3 separate regions of the Sus scrofa genome follow, and all the other regions are linked to region 1. A link is a contact called in public HiChIP or PLAC-seq data. All regions are on one chromosome and are shown on one strand. The core of a region is the stretch at or near the end of the contact, and the rest is flanking DNA. Distances in the headings are between cores, read along the strand shown.

Evidence for each region. HiChIP or PLAC-seq counts read pairs in DNA pulled down with a chosen protein or histone mark.
Region 2: a contact with region 1 is called in an H3K27ac HiChIP or PLAC-seq map of alveolar macrophages. The contact joins the enhancer-like site here to the promoter of GOLGA5 in region 1. A contact is called at or near these places in 16 of 47 Hi-C or Micro-C datasets (alveolar macrophages, brain, embryonic fibroblasts and 8 more) and 2 of 2 datasets of contacts at active chromatin or transcription factors (alveolar macrophages and skeletal muscle).
Region 3: an H3K27ac HiChIP or PLAC-seq map of alveolar macrophages shows a contact between it and region 1, with 5 times the contacts expected there. The contact joins the enhancer-like site here to the promoter of GOLGA5 in region 1. A contact is called at or near these places in 2 of 5 promoter capture datasets (fetal skeletal muscle and liver), 34 of 47 Hi-C or Micro-C datasets (adipose tissue, alveolar macrophages, blood and 17 more) and 2 of 2 datasets of contacts at active chromatin or transcription factors (alveolar macrophages and skeletal muscle).

What each region holds. Positions count from the first base shown.
Region 1 is chr7:114,234,207-114,239,247 of Sscrofa11.1, forward strand. It overlaps GOLGA5 (golgin subfamily A member 5), which reads left to right and starts at 2,853. Exons shown (of 13, transcript XM_013989218.2): 1 at 2,853-3,087.
Region 2 is chr7:114,107,230-114,112,270 of Sscrofa11.1, forward strand. All of the region lies in intron 3 of RIN3 (ras and Rab interactor 3), which reads left to right. Among named protein-coding and RNA genes, the nearest start is that of RIN3, 75 kb to the left of the region's middle. Within about 2 kb of position 2,107, at least 24 of the 83 cell types and tissues checked have an H3K27ac peak or open chromatin away from gene starts, as enhancers often do. A contact at or near this core is called in alveolar macrophages, liver, retroperitoneal adipose tissue and 2 more, where this site is marked.
Region 3 is chr7:114,165,794-114,170,834 of Sscrofa11.1, forward strand. It overlaps RIN3 (ras and Rab interactor 3), which reads left to right. Exons shown (of 11, transcript XM_021099628.1): 11 at 1-755. Among named protein-coding and RNA genes, the nearest start is that of LGMN, 42 kb to the right of the region's middle. Within about 2 kb of position 2,433, at least 42 of the 83 cell types and tissues checked have an H3K27ac peak or open chromatin away from gene starts, as enhancers often do. A contact at or near this core is called in adipose tissue, alveolar macrophages, brain and 8 more, where this site is marked.

The sequences.
Region 1 (5,041 bases), core at 1,603-4,102:
TTTAGCAGAATGTTCTACCTCCATGTTCCTGGCATCCTTGAGAGTCAAGCAGGGAAGCTACTTGAGATGAGATTGGCATTGAGGGTTAGGCAGCCGGGATGGGAGATTTGGTTCGCTTCAACTTCTTTCACTCTCATCCTTTCAGTGATGAACAATACTGTTTCTGGAGTTCCCGTTGTGGTGAGCTGTAGTGTAGGCTGAAGACTCAGCTCAGATCTGGCGTCACTCCGGCTGTGGTATATGCTGACAGCTGTAGCTCTGATTCGACCCCTGGTTGGGGAACTTCCCTAAAAAAAAAAAAAAAAAAAAAATTTCTGCAGTCCCAGATGCACCACTTGCTTCCTGTTTGGCCTTGGGAAAGTAACTTAAATCTCTCTCTTTTTTTTAAGAGCTGCATCCATGGCATATGGAGATTCCCAGGCTGGGGGTTGAATCAAAGCTACAGGCGGCCAGCCTATGCCAGAGCCACAGCAACCTAAGATCCCAGCCTTGTCTGCAGTCTATACCACAGGTCATGGCAACACCAGATCCTTAACCACTGAGCAAGGCCAGGGATCGAACCTGCATCCTCATGGATACTAGTCGGATTCGATTCTACTGCACCACAAAGGGAACTCCTAACTTAAACCTCTCTAAATCTCAATGTCTCCATCTGTTAAACAGGGTATGTATTAGTCAGATTTCATTAGACAAGGCTGTGTAAGAAATGATTTCACATCTTTAAAAACAAAGGTTTATTTTGTGCTCATGTAATTTGTTAGGAAGGCATGGGCTGTTTCCCATCTCTTTCCTTCCAGGACCCAGGCTGAGAGAACAGCTCCATCTGGGACAGGCCATTCTCATGAGAGAGGAAAAAATCAAGAGCCCTGGTAGAAATACACAGTGGCTCTTAACATGACTGCTCAGATGTGGTGAAAGGCATATCCCTTCTATTGGTCAAATCAAGTCACATGATCAAGCCTGACATCTGAAAGGCTGGAAAAGACACTCTTCCTACAGGATGCATTGTAGTCACATGGCAACAGCTATGACGTACAGTCTTTACTGACCTGAAACAACTAGACTCCCATGTATTTCTCTGCCAAAGATGGGTTTATCTGGGATCAGCAGAGAATTGCAATTTGCATTTTTTTCTTTTTTGGCCACACCTGCCACATGTGGAAGTTCCCAGGCCAGGGATCAAACTGGCACCTTAGCAGCGACTTGAGCCACAGCAGTGACAATGCCAGGTCCTTAACCCATTGAACCACCAGGGAACTCCTGCAGTTTGTGGTTTTGCAACCATGGTGAATCGCCTGCAATTGTGCACCTGTGCAAAGGAAGGAGACCACTTTTATAGAGGGGGAAAGGAAGTTGGGAGGGCTTTAGTAAACAAAGTGTCTGAAGCTTTTCATTGGCTGAGTTGTTACCAAGAAAGATACTTCTGGTTGGGCTCTACTTTGGTCACAAAGTGTGAGAGCTCCCCCTTCTGGTCTCCCAACTCTATCTAATGTAGGCTTGTTTCTTGATTTTTTACATCTCTGAGGGGAACAACAATGCCACCTACCACAGGATAATAACAGTACTTGCTTATGGCTAGTGTAAGACGTGAAACATGTCTAACATGTCTAACACTTAACACAATATACAGCACTCAATAAGGGCATAGGAACAATTAGAGGCTCTTATTATCATCATTATTATTTCTAGTGCTGCTGAGTTTTTCTGTTCACTGGACTGGGCTAAACCTGTCTTGAGAGGTGGAAAAGAAGGAGCTGTTAACACACCCAATATTTAATTTGGAGACAGTAAAACACTGTGCCTAAGGGAATAATGTGGATTCCTTATTAGGGCACGTGATCTTAGATAAGCTAACTTCTGAGGTCCTTGGGACTATGTTGTAGGCTTGTTATTTAGGCCAAATTAGTCCAACCTTGCACACAAAGTAGGTGCTGAGTATTCATTGCATTATTTTATTTTTAATTTTTTATTTTTTTTTAATTTTTTGGCTTTATCAAGGGCTGTACTTGAGGCATATGTAGGTTCCCAGGCTAGGGGTTGAATCAGAGCTACACCTGCAGGCCTATGCCACAGCAACACAGGCTCTGAGCATCATCAGTGACCTACACCACAGTTCACGGCAATGCTGGATCCTTAACTCACCCAGCAAGGTCAGGGATCCAACCCCCGACCTCATGGTTACTAATCAGATTCTTTTCCCTTGAGCCACAAGGGGAACTCCTTTTTTGAATTACTGAACGTGGATTTCAGACTCATTTCAAATATTCAGTGAACTGTGTGCATATACACAACTACAAGACTGCTGTACGGAAAGCCCTTTACTGGCCTTTTTCACTTTTGGGTCTCAACTCAGATGTCACCTCCTCAAAGAGAACTTCCCTGACCATAATATCATTTAAAGTACTTCCCCCACCCCCCATTATCTCGTCTTTACAGCTCTGGTGGCCCTGCAATCCTCCTGTTCATCCACTGGTTTACTTACTATACCCCTGCGACTAGAAAGCAAAATGCATAAAATCAAGGATCTTATTTTCTGTATTCCCACCTCCTGCCGTGGGCCTCAACATCGTCATATGAAAAACCAGAAGGGCCTAAGCTAAGTGCCTTAGAGGTAAGCACGGGCGGGTCTCAAGTCTCAAATTCCTTCCAGGAGGGGCACCGCCTCCGCCACTCACGTGGGCCGCACCGGGGCCCGCCCCCCGAAGGGCGTGGCTTGCAATGTTGTGTCGGCCGCGTGCAGGCCGTCGCCCGGGAGGCGAGCTACGTCACACGCACACAAGCCCTGCCCACCCCGTTTCTCGCCACGGGAGGAAAAGGGGCGTGGCCAGGCGCGAGGACCCCGAAGCCGCCGGTGCTGCCGCCTGAGTTGCCTTCAGCTGGCTGCTCTAGGTTCCCGGCCGCTCAGGCAGCTCGGAAGCCACTCTGTTTTGGGGTCCTCGCTGCTCTTCCACGTCTCCCGGAAGAGTAGCTGAGCCGCGGCTGGTGCGGGACTGGGTTTGCTCAGCCTGGGCCCGCTCCCGGCCGGCTGTTGAGGGGGCGGCCCGGGAGGGAAAGGAGGCCGCGCAGCAGCCGCTTCAGAGTCCTCAGGTGAGGCGGCGGCAAGATCCTAGTAGGCCGGATAGTTCCGCAGGGGGCGCGAACGGCATTAGGGGCGGGGGCGGCGTCATTTCAGCGGAGACTCTGGTCTCTCCGCCCCGCTGGGGCTGGGAAGGGGACCAGAGAGCCCCCTTGGGCCCCCATCGGCGTGGCTTTGTGCCCCCCTTTTTCTTCCCTTCCCCACCCCCAGCCTCGTTTGGCCGCTCTTCCCCCTCCAGAGGCTCAGCGAGTTGGGTGGGGGGCGAAGTAGGGGTCTGTATCCACTGACAGCGGACTTCTAGGGACCAGCCGGCGGACCGCAGTCTCCCTTCCTCTATGTTTATACTTGGCTTTCGTAACAGCCCCTGTCACCGCGGCCGTCCGACCCATCCCCATCCCACCCACACTCACCTTCTCTCCACTTGGGCCTGGACTGTTTACTGGGGGGAATTTCTTGAGGGCTCTGTACCTCTGAAGTCGGTTGGAGTTGTTTGTTCGTCCCCTGGGGCAAGTGCCCAGGGTCCATCTTCGTGTTTATTTGGGTAATCTAAAGGCACAGGCTTTTGTTTTAAGGCCCTTTAAAACTTTTAAAGTGGGAGGCAAGATATAAGGAATTAATAAGTATGTTTTGATTGCTTTCTTAGGAGAGATAATTTGTCCCCTAATTACCACCAACGTTTATTTGGGAATAATAAATCGTAGGGAGTTTTATATATCAAACATATCACTTACATTTTCATTTGCTTTCACCTAAACTCCTTGAAATAATACACGGGCATATAATCGTCCCGTTTTACAAGGAACAGGTTTAGAGGGTGAGTTTCTTCTTTAGGTTATTCAGATACTGGGAGGCTAGATAGGGGAGGAAGGAGTTAAAAAGTGAGCTTGGAGTTTACATCGTGGCTCAGGGGAAGCGAATCTGACAAGGATCCATGAGGATGCAGGTTCAATCCCTGGCCTCGCTCAGTGGGTCAAGGATCCGGCATTGCTGAGAGAGGTGGTGTAGGACGCAGGCTGGGATCTGGCGTTGCTGTATCTGTGGTGTAGTTTGGCAACTACAGCTCCCATTCCACCCCTAGCCTGGACACTTCCATATGCCAGAGGGTGCAGCCCTGAAAAGACAAAAAGGAAAAAAAAGAGTGGGTTTGGCTGATTTCCCTATCTGAGCTGCTGTCTAGACTTTGGGCTGTTTCTAAACCTTTTTTCCCTATTTGTGAAAAAAAAAAGGGGGGGGTGGGGGAGTATTGCTACTTAGCCATAGTGTGGTTGTGAAAATTATGTGTGCTAAAGATAATGTCTCCAGGGCATCTAACAGAAATTAATTCCATTCGGCAGTATTTGTGGGTGCCTACTGTGTGCTGAGAATTCATTGGACAAAACAGTCATGGCCTCTACCCACAGACTCTGCTCCTCCTCTTCCCCAAGGGAAACAGAAAAAAAAAGAAAAAAACCCAGATAAAACATAAAGGGCTATGAGGGAGAAGAATAGCGTGCGACTGGAGAATGATAGGACCAAATTTGGATGGAATGAAAAAGAGCTGTTTTTTTCTGCAGATGACATTAAATACTACCAAGAACAAATGAGAATTAATTTTGAAAGAGCTCTGCAGGCAGAAGGGACAGTGTGCACATTCAAAAAACTGTTGCTGGAGGAGTTCCTGTCGTGGCTCATTGGTAACAAACCTTACTAACATTGATGAGGACTTGGGTTCGATCCCTGGCCTTGCTCAGTGAGATAAGGATCCAGCGTTGCCGTGAGCTGTGTGTGGTGTAGGTCGCAGACACAGCTGGGATTTTGCGTTGCTGTGGCTGTGGCTGGCGTAGGCCAGCGGCTACAGCTCTAATTCGACTCCTAGCCTGGATGCAGGCCTAAAGAGCCAAAAAAAAAAAAAAAAAAAAGAAAAGAAAGAAATTGTTCACTTTTTAATATACTATTCTGTAGCATGATGACTGATGATTTCATTGT
Region 2 (5,041 bases), core at 857-3,356, 130 kb before region 1:
ACAGGAACCCCTAAAAAAGTTTTAAATTAAAAATAAAAAAGAATTCCCACTGTGGCACAGTGGGTTAAAAATCTGACTGCAGTGGCTCCAGTCACTGCAGAGGCACAGGTTTGATAGCCAGCCTGGTGCTAAAGGATCTGGCGTTGCTGCAGCTGGCCGCGGTGTACGTCACAGCTACAGCTCAGATTCAGTCCTTGGCCCAGGAACTTTCATATGCCATGGGTGAGCCCATTTAAAAAAAAAAAAAAAAAAAAGAACATCAGCTTTCCCCCGATAGACTGATCTGGGGGATGCAGTCTGACTTACAGCTGAAATCAAGAGCCTTGTTACCAGCCCCTCCTTGCACTTGCTCCCTGGAACGGCAGGCTCCCCGTGGCAAGGGCCAAGCCTGCCCCAAGATGCTTACAACAGGGCCAGGGAGAAGAAAGCTGAGTCCTGAGGCCAGCTGGCTGGCTGTCCACCAGCAGGTGTTTCAGTAGCATCTCAAAGCAAGTGAAATGTCCATTGACTTGAGACCCATCCCTTGTTCTTGGTTCCACACCCAGGAAGTGGCTCTTGGTGTCTCTGTACTGCTGGTGAAGAGGCTGTAATGTGATTCTTATGAGGCTGAGCTCAAGGACCCTGAGTCCGGGTGACACTCCTGCTTGCATTCGTTCCATCCCAGCATTGAAGTCAGGCGCCGGCTATGTGCTAAGTGGCTCTAGGGGCTGGCATTCGCAGGGCTCCAGGGCTCCCACCGGTTGTCCCAGGAGCTCATGCTGGTTCTCTCTCTGGTTTCGGAAGCTCAGTGCTCTTGACATTGGAATCTTGGGCATCCTTGGCTGCAGAGCACTGTCCCGTGTGCTCTGGGATGTTTAGCAGTATCCCGGGCCTCTGCCTCCTAGATGCCAGTGGTACCACTCCCGTCCCCTCCTAACAAGCTAAGATGTCCACTCACGGCCAGATGTGCCCTGGGGCACAGACCAGCTCCTGACTGGGAACACTGCGTAAGGCTGTGCCATCAGCCTCAGCAACCAGGAACCACATGAGGCTGCTAAACACTGTGGATGTCGTGAGTCTGAATTGAGATGAGCTGTGCTAAGGACATACCAGATTTTGAACACATCATATAAAAAAAAAGACGGTGAGATGTCTCAGGAATTTTTTGTATTTACAGTTTGTTGAAATGATGCGATTTTGGATGTGTTGGGTGAAATAGGATCTGTGAGAATGATTAATTTGCATTTGTTTCTATTTCCTCTTTCTAACGTGACTGTGAGAAAATGTGCAATTGCACATATGCCTTGCATTATATTTCTACGGGACAACAAGGTCTAGAGAGCCAAGGGCCCAGCGTGCTGGGTAAGAGCTCGGGCTGCAGAGTCAGGGTCCCCTACGGTCACATCCTGGTACCACTTCCCAGCTCTGTGACCTTCGGCCAGCTGCCTAAGCTCCCTGGGTCTCAGAGCTCTCATAAGCGGCAGTCACAGACAGACCAAAGTTCCCAAACTCTCGAGGGTGGGGACAAACTTTGTAAGCTCCTGAAGTTGAAGCTGGGTTGTCTTCTGGGCCAGGTAGTTTCTTGATGGCTTGCCCCCTGGCACCTGGGGCCGTTGTCACCATCAGGGTGGTACCTGGGCCACCTCCCTTTCCTCCTGTCCCTTCTGCTCCCAGAGAGAGCCGTGGTTTTCAGGATGGGTCCATTATGTCAAAAAGAAGCCTGCCTGCCCCACAATCTGAGCAGAGGAGCTGGCGGCTTGCTCTCCCCGACGGACGTGGACGTCGAGGCTTGTTCCCTGTGGGTCGTTCAAGCCGCGGGGGGCGGGCTCAGCATCTCTCCCCCACCCCCGCCCGTTCCTTCTCCACAGACACCTCCCCCATGTGCTTACCCTTTATTTAGTCTTCCCTGACACTTGGCACTTCGCACATCTGTCCGATGTCTCCCCCTCTGTTTTGGCATCTGAACCTATAAATAGTCCCCGTCTGCGTGGTGACAGCTCGTTCTGGATTCCTTTTCCCAGACTGGATGCCTCATCTGCACGGTTGCTAAATAAGGAAGAGCACCGTCCAAGAAAAGGAAGCTTTTGTTACAGCTCGAACGATGTCGTGGCAGTTCTGCAGATGTGGCTGCTGACGCGGGTGCAGGGAGAATGCTCTCAGTAGTAGCCAACCTCGTCCAGCACATGGCCTGATCCAGGCAAGGCCCTGGGCCCGGGACAGAAGGAAGGCCGGTGCCCTGCTTTCTGGGGCTTCATTCTGGCCAGAGTCAGGCCTGGGTGTCATGGTCATGTCCTGATGTGGCATTGTCACGCTCTAAGGGAGAGTGTATGCGCAGGAAAGACCAGAGGGAGGCGAGCATAGCCCTGCTGCCCAGGAAGCCCTCTCCCAGGGCAGCAGGGGCCTGCCTGGGGACCGAGGAGGCCACGTGTGGCACATGGAGTGCATTCTGGTCTGAAGCCCTCCCTCCACTCCACGCCACTTCTGCTAAACACAAGGTCTCTGATGTGCAGGCTCCCGGCCTGGAGGCACCTGGTCAGAACCTCAGGCCAGTTACTTAAACCCTCTGAGCTTCAGTTTCCTTGCCTCTAAAATGAGGATAATGGCCTTGTCATGATAATTAGAATACAGAGGTTAGGAGTTCCCGCTGTGTCTCTGGAGCACTGGGACCAGGTCAGATCTCTGGCCCCACAGAGTGCATTAAGCTGTGACTCAGATCTGGTCCAGGGCCCAGGAACTCCATACGCCGTGGGGCAGCCAAGAAAGGAAGGAAGGATGGAAGGAAAGGAGGGAGGAAGGAAGGAAGGAAGGCCGGCAGGCAGGCGGGGAGAGGCTAGCACGCAGCAGGCACTCAGTGGAGAGTGGATGATATGCACTAGATGAAACTGTTGTCTTTTTAAAACTCTGCAGATGATAGTGATAGCCCTCTATTACTGATCAGGAGGCTCAAATCTGGACAAGCCCACACTGCAAAGTTGGGAGAAGGAGGCAGAACGTCAGCAGTGCAGGCTCAGGATCTAAATTCCGGAGAGCATCAGAATCAAACTCTAGACACCACCCAGGCTAACCCTCTTTCCCAGGACAGCGAAGCACCTTGTTTGGACCTCAGTTTCCCCGTCTATGCAAGGAGGGAGGTTGGGCCAGAGCTGTCTCCAAGAGCCCTTCTCTTCTGGCTTTCTAGTGGTTCCCCACTAGAGATGCATGGGTCTAGTCTGAGCAAACCCGGAGTGTGGTAGAGAACTCAATAAAAAGATGTTGCTGTACTTTTTTCATCCTGAAATTCCTAAGACAGAATCAAGAGGTGATTGTTCCTTATGCCAAGCACAGCCAGCAAAGATGGCCTTGACTCACACCCAGGGCTGCCATGGACAGTTGTGCTGCTTGTGCACTGACCAAAAGTGCCTGGTAGGATTAAATCCAGCTGGTGTTCTGCTTGTCACGTTGTGCAGTTTAGTGGAGGAGGAAGCCCTTGCCAAACCCTCTAACTGGGCACCGAGAGCCTTTAGAAGTGGCCCCCTGACCATGGCTGCCAGGTCCTCTCCTGTTCCTTTCTCACTGGCCTCCAGTCATAAGTGCATTGGGCAAAGGCTTGCTGCGCTGGGACTCTGCACAGGAGGCCCTGCAGTGGGTCCTGCCCCAGGGGCCTGTGGTTGATGGGGAGATTGGGGGATGCAGAAGGGTGATCTCCTGAGAGGCCTTGGGGCTGGAGAGGGGCTGGGAGCTTTACACAGGGAGGCTCGGGCCTGGGAAAGAGACAGACAAGGAACTCCAGGGCCAGCCGCTAAAGCAGGGGCCAAGACCCCCACCCTGGACTGTGAGTAGCAGCCAGGGAGAGAGAAAGGGGCCTGTTTTCCTCAAATTTCCAAATCAGCACCCTTTCCCCGGTCCCTGAGCCCTAGCCCACCCCCTGCCATCCACCCCACCCAGGCTTTCCAGACCTCAGTGTTGTCATCGACGGAGGGGCTGCCCTTCCTCACGCAGGGCCTCTCTGTGGGGAAGCGCTCAGTCTGCGCCGTAAGCTGGGGGCCCCAGGAGGCCGCCGTGACTCCTGTCCTCGCGTGGCAGTGGAGAGGAAGCTACCAGAGACTTGAAGGCTTTGGTCTGCGGGCATGTGGGGGATGGAGCCAAGAGCCCGCGCCTTCAGTCCTGTCCGGGTTTGGGCTTTGCCTGGCACGGGACCCAGAGTCTGCCCCACTCCAGGCTCTAGTCCTTGTATGGCGGGCAGCAGGCCTGCTTGCACAACCAGGGAGATCTGCCGCCTGGCACGGGGATGTTTGTTCTCACTTCTGCTGGCAGCCGTACTGGAACCAGAGCTTCTGGAAGCCCTAGTCAAGCAGTGCCCTTCCTTTAAGCAGGGATAGGACCGTTCTCTCGTTTCACAGGTGACCCAGCTGCATGGCAGGGTCATCTTGAAGCAAGTGGGTGCCAGAGCTGGGCCTGGGATCGTGGGGTCCCCTGGACTCCAGAGAAATCGCCTCTCTCCCCACTTCCACCCCTGGGAACAGAGGGAGTAGTTTTCACCGATTGCAGAAAATGGGGCCTGACGATCGCAGCACAGTCCTTTTTGTACCTCAGCCACAAACTGTCCAGGTAGTGGTTCCCATGGCAACCCTGGCGTTGCCGGGCAGCAGTGGGTCCCGCCAGCCAGAAGGCAACTGTGACCTTCCGAGTGGGGAAGAAGCTGAGCGGGGATGGGAGGGACACCTGACCCACCCGGCAGGCCCGCAGGTGACCCTCCTTCCTGCTCCAGCTGTGACGCACTCCCCAGGCTCCTGTCACGTTGGCTTTTTACCCTCAGGATCTACACTCCTGGCCTTTCCTATCAGGGGCCAGTTTGATGATCTAGGGCCCTTTTTAGGAAGTGGGATCGGAATCTGTTAGGATCAGTCCTCCAACCCATTCTGAGTGGTGCGTTGCATGAAAGATGGCTCGGCAGGCAGGGTCGCATAAGGCTATGGGGAGGGGCTGCTTCTTGGCTCCCCCAGATTCCCCCAGCCAGGTGTGGTGGCCTTTTCTGAAAGGTCCGAGACTCTGCCTCTCCTGCCACTCTGGTCCTTCCTGCAGC
Region 3 (5,041 bases), core at 1,183-3,682, 69 kb before region 1:
CCCCACACTCACACTCAGCTGCACACACACACACACACACACACACACTCCCATCAGGGATGTCCACACGTCATACATGCTTGCAATGCACTGAGCGTGCCTAGGCCAAGACGGCAGGACAGTTGTGAAGACGTGACCAGCGGTGTCCAGCGTGCTTCCTGAAGGCGGTCCGAGCCCTGAGAGGCCGGGTTCCTCATGAGACAGAAAGGGAAACCCAGGCTCACAGAGACAGATGGGACTCTCCAGCCCTCGCAGCAAGCAGAGCCCAAGCCTGGCTCTGGTTCACACAGCCCTTGGGGGGGGCGGGCCTCGACCTCCGCATCCCCGTCCCCTGCCCCCTGCCGCAGGCCCACCCAATCTTCTGTCTTTCCTGGGGGGCTTCCTTCCCCCAGGACTGCCCTGCAGGGGAGTGGCCTGGCCACAGCTGTCCCCACCCCAGGATGGAGCTGCGCTGTTTGGACCTGCTCATCATCTCAGGAGCTTCTCAGGGTGTAAGAGGAGACAGGCCCCCCCACCCTGCAGCAGAGCCTGCCCTCGGCTATCAAGCGCCCGCAGTCCCGCCGCAGCTCCTGAGCCCCTCCAGAAGCAGCCAGACATACACCGGGACCTCCCAGTGAGGCCAGCTCCATGGCTCCGTGGATGTGTCCAGCCTCCGCCCCAGGGGACATGGACGGGGCCCTTTCCTTGGTGGGCACCCCAGGACTGTGGCGACACGCACTGTGGGGAGTGTTTAATAAAAGCCCTTTTGAAGATGGCATCTCCTTTTCTCAAGGGGCTAGAGCGTTGCTCAGCCTGCCAGGCCCCCCATTAATAGCCCGACTCTCCTTCCAGGTGGGGTACAGAAGAGCCCCTTCTTTCCACCACGGGCTCCATCTGCTGACAGAATCTGCAGATGCTCTCAGCTCTCAGGGCCCTGGTCCTGTCTGCCCTTCGACCGGGTTATTTCCTGCCTCCCCACCCTCCGTGGTTGCCATCATTCCTGCCTCTGCTACCCATCCCAGGAATACCATCCCTAGAGTCTTTGCCCGGTCAAACTCCTATTTATCCTTCAAAGCCCATCTCCTCCAGGAAGGCTTCTCCAACTTCCTAGGCTGGCCAGATAGTCCTTGTCCCCGTGCCCAGCACCCGGGGCTCGTCTCTCTCATAAGAGCTAGCTTATCAAATTGTATTTGTCGGTGGATACGTCTACTTTCTCCATCGGATTTGGACCAGTCTGCATGGATCAAACATACGTGTTTGTTGAGTGCCTGTTAAATGTCAGCACGCTTCTGGGCCCTGGGAAACAGCGAAGAGCAAAGCAAAATTCCCCCGGAACCCAGGTGTGAATGGCAATGCCCCCAAGGGCAGGCTGACTAGACATAACCTGGACTATACCCCTGGGCAGCAAGCAGCTCATGCAGCCGGTCAACAAACACCTGTCAGACTCTGGCTCCAGGCCAGTCCTGCATGAGATGCAGGGATTGCTCTAGGATGCAGCCACCAGCCAGGCCTGGAGGACTTTCCAGGCTGGAGGTCAGTATAAGAGACATGAGAAAGCAGGCAGATATCCAGGAGCTGAGGGTAGCCAGCCACGATCCTAGCTTGCCTTCCCCCCGCCCCCCACCGCCATGTATCACCTGATGCAGACATTGTCCCCTTTCTGAGCACCAGTGATCCCTGCAGCCCTGAACTGAGCTGGCTCTGCAACCTCGTGCCCACTGCCTCCCGCTAGGCCTGAGGCTAGTGGGAAAGGTCAGAGGGGCATCCGATTAACCAGGCACCCTCCTGCCCCAGCACAGGTGCCCAAACCTGGGGCGGGTGGAAATTTAGAGGGTGGATTGGACACCAATCCAGCCCTGAGGTTTTTATGTCCAGCCCCCAGGTGGGGGGCAGTGTGCAGAGCCAGCCAGTAAGCCGGACCGGCTTGTGCATGGGTGAGTGAGCGTGCGTGCCAGCCTCACTCTCCTAAGGCCAGGGCTAAGGTCCATCAGCAGGAGAGACCCGAGGGTGAGGGGGTGGGGCTGCCCAGAGCCCCATTATCTGGATGCTTCTGCCCCCAGGGAGGTGTGAGGGCCTGAGCCAAGGCCCGGAAACAGGGTCTTACGTGGGCTGAGCCCTCATGGGCGCCTGGCGCTGGTTAGCAGCTCCCCTTGCGTGATTTTATTTCATTTGAACAGCGGCCCCTTGAGGGAGGTATTTATGGATGAGGACTCGGAGACTCAAAGAAAGGAAGAGAATTAGACTGCGTAGACCGCCTTAGCAAAATACCACAGACTGGGCAGCTTAAACAGCAGAAATGTATTTTCTCACCATTCCGGAGGGTGCAAGTCGCAGATGAGGCCTGGTTTCCCCGGGGCTTGCAGACGCTGCCTTCCTGCCGTGTTCTCACACAGCCCCTGCTCTGGGCCCTTCTCTTCTGAGAAGGACGCGGGTCCTGTTGGATGAGGGCCCAGCCACGTGACCTCATTGTACCTTAAGGAATTCTCCAAATACAGTCATTGTCTGAGATGTCAGGGGTTAGAGTTTCAACACATGAACTTTGAGGGGACACAGTTCAGCTCATAACAGAGGGTGACGTGCCCAAGATCGCAAAGCTGGTGAGAGGCCAAAGGGAAATTTGAGCTCAGGGCTGACCTACCCCAAATTCAGAGCTCTCTTTCTACCCCGAGCAGCCTTCCAAGGTCAAAAACCAAAAAGTCAGATGAGCCTGCCTGCCAGGCCCCCTCTGGATGAACTTGCCCGAGACGGCCGGCCGTGGTGAGCATGGCAGGGCTGACCTGACCAACCCAAAGGCCCAAGAGCCAAGTGAACCAGCCTGGCTTCTCCATAGGCCCCAAGCGAGGGGTCAGTGTCTCTAAAGGTGACGGGGCCACAGGCTGTGACATAGGATAAGGGCTCGTCTGTGTCTCCTTCCCGGCATTTGTCCCCTCTCCCCTTGTCCTGCTGGCTCCCTTCTGCCCTCTGCCTTTGGCGCCATCTCCCCCCACCCCCCGCCCGAGGCTGGGCCGGGGCCAGCAGTGCTGGGAGATGCCACCAGGGCTTCTGTAGAGACCAGGGCATGCCCAGGGCCTGCTGCTCCCTGGTCCCCAGCTGGATGCAAGGTCCTGGCCATCACGAGACATTTCTCAAACCAGCCCAGCAGATGCCTGGCCTCACGGCACCTTAGTATGTTGTATCCAACTCGCCCTAGTTATGAGCTCATTGGGGCGGGGGGGGGAGGCGGTTAAGGGACAGATCTGCAGGGGAGGTGGGCAGAGAAGAGCAGAGGCCCTGAGAGGGACAGAGAGAGGAGGGAGGGTCCTCTGGTTGTGCTGGAGACACCCTCCCTTCCCCCCACCCACGGACCAGGCTGTCATCCCCATTTGGGGGCCCAGGCTGTGGCTGGCAGGCCGGGTGAAGGTTTGCAGATGGGCGGCTGTGAATGCACTCAGCTGGCTGCAATCCAGGGACCGGCTGATCCTTTGCAGGGGCGTCTGGGCAGGGCAGCAGCTGGGGCAGGAACCAGGCCCTCCCTTCCAGGAAGGTCACGTGGAGCAGGGCTTTGGAGAGAAAAAAGCTGACCCAAGGCAGCTGCTTGCCTTCCTCGACTGTCACGCTATTTGCTGGAAGACAGCGCTATCCCAGGACCGCCTTCCAGGAATCGGCTCTCTACAGAACTCATCCAAAAGGGAGCTCTGAGCTCTGGCTTCCAAGTCGGAAACGTGCTCAGCAGGAGGGTGGGGAGACCAGCAACTGGCAGTCAGGAGACCTGGGCTCCAGGGAAGCTGCGCGCCTTCGTCTCTCCCATCTTCAAAGAAGAAGGCTTATGTCCCGATTTCCCAGGCTTGTTGCTGGGATCACACACACTCCTGGGTGAGGGCAGGTAGGCAAAGCCTCAGGTGCTTTGGAAAAGGGAAGTAAATTCGGGGCTATCACCTAAGGGCTGGGAGGTCAGTCACTGCCAGGGGATAAGTGGGGGTGAAATCCAGTTTGAGGAGTTCCCATGCTGGCACAGCAGAAACGAATCCGACTAGGAACCATGAGGTTGTGGGTTCGATCCCTGGCCTCGCTCAGTGAGTTAAGGATACAGCGTTGTCGTGTGATGTGGTGTAAGTCACAGACACAGCTTGGATCTGGCGTGCCTGTGGCTGTGGCATAGGCCAGCAGCTGTAGCTTCGATTGAACCCCTAGCCTGGGAAACTCCATACGACACGGGTGTGGCCCTAAAAAGCAAAAGGGAAAGAAAAAAAGAAATTAAGTTTGGGCTCCACTTGTCAAGGCCTGCACCTTGGCACGGGACACTTCTTCCGCCTGAAGGCATCGTATGGTCCTGCAGGGGGCCCATGTGGCCTTAAACCTGGAGGCCACCGAGCCAGGCACATATTTTCCATTTAATGTGATCAGTGTGAGGACAGCAGCCAGCAGGGGGCGTTCTGGGGGCCTTGGGAGCAGAGAGGACACACCCCACCGCAACCCCCACCCCCACCCCCATCCCAAGGGAGCCGAGGGCCCCCTGCAGACAGGGCTGCCTGATTGGGGTCTGGAAGGAGAACGAGTGGCCAGGAGCAGGGCAGAGAGGAAGAGCCCCTGAAGGTTGCTGGAATCTTCCACGGATCTCTTGCCGGTCTGGTGAAGACTCCTCAGGTGTTTTGATTCCAGGCTGTCTTGCCTTGGAGGATAAAGATAATGTCTCCCTCCTGGGAAGAAGGCAGATTTTTTTGTTTTTTCCTGATGAAGATAATAATGACACTCACCTTAGAAGACCATGTCTGCTCCCGGGGCAAATGTTAGACACGTTTGCTCGCAGCCTTTTTCCACAGCTCGTGGTATCTCGGCCTGACCCACACCCCAGGCACACAGCATCCACCAGGGCCCCCCTCTGCATCCCCCACAGGGTGCTCCGCAGGCAGGGGAGTCCAAGCATATATGAAGCCTGTGCATCTGGGTGCTGGAAGTAGGCAGTCCTGTGTCTTTTCTTTTCTTTTTTTCTTTTTTTTTTTTTTTTGTCTTTTGTCCTTTTAGGGCTACACCTGTGGCATATGGATGTCCCCAGGCTGGGGGTCTCATCGGAGCTGTAGCTGCC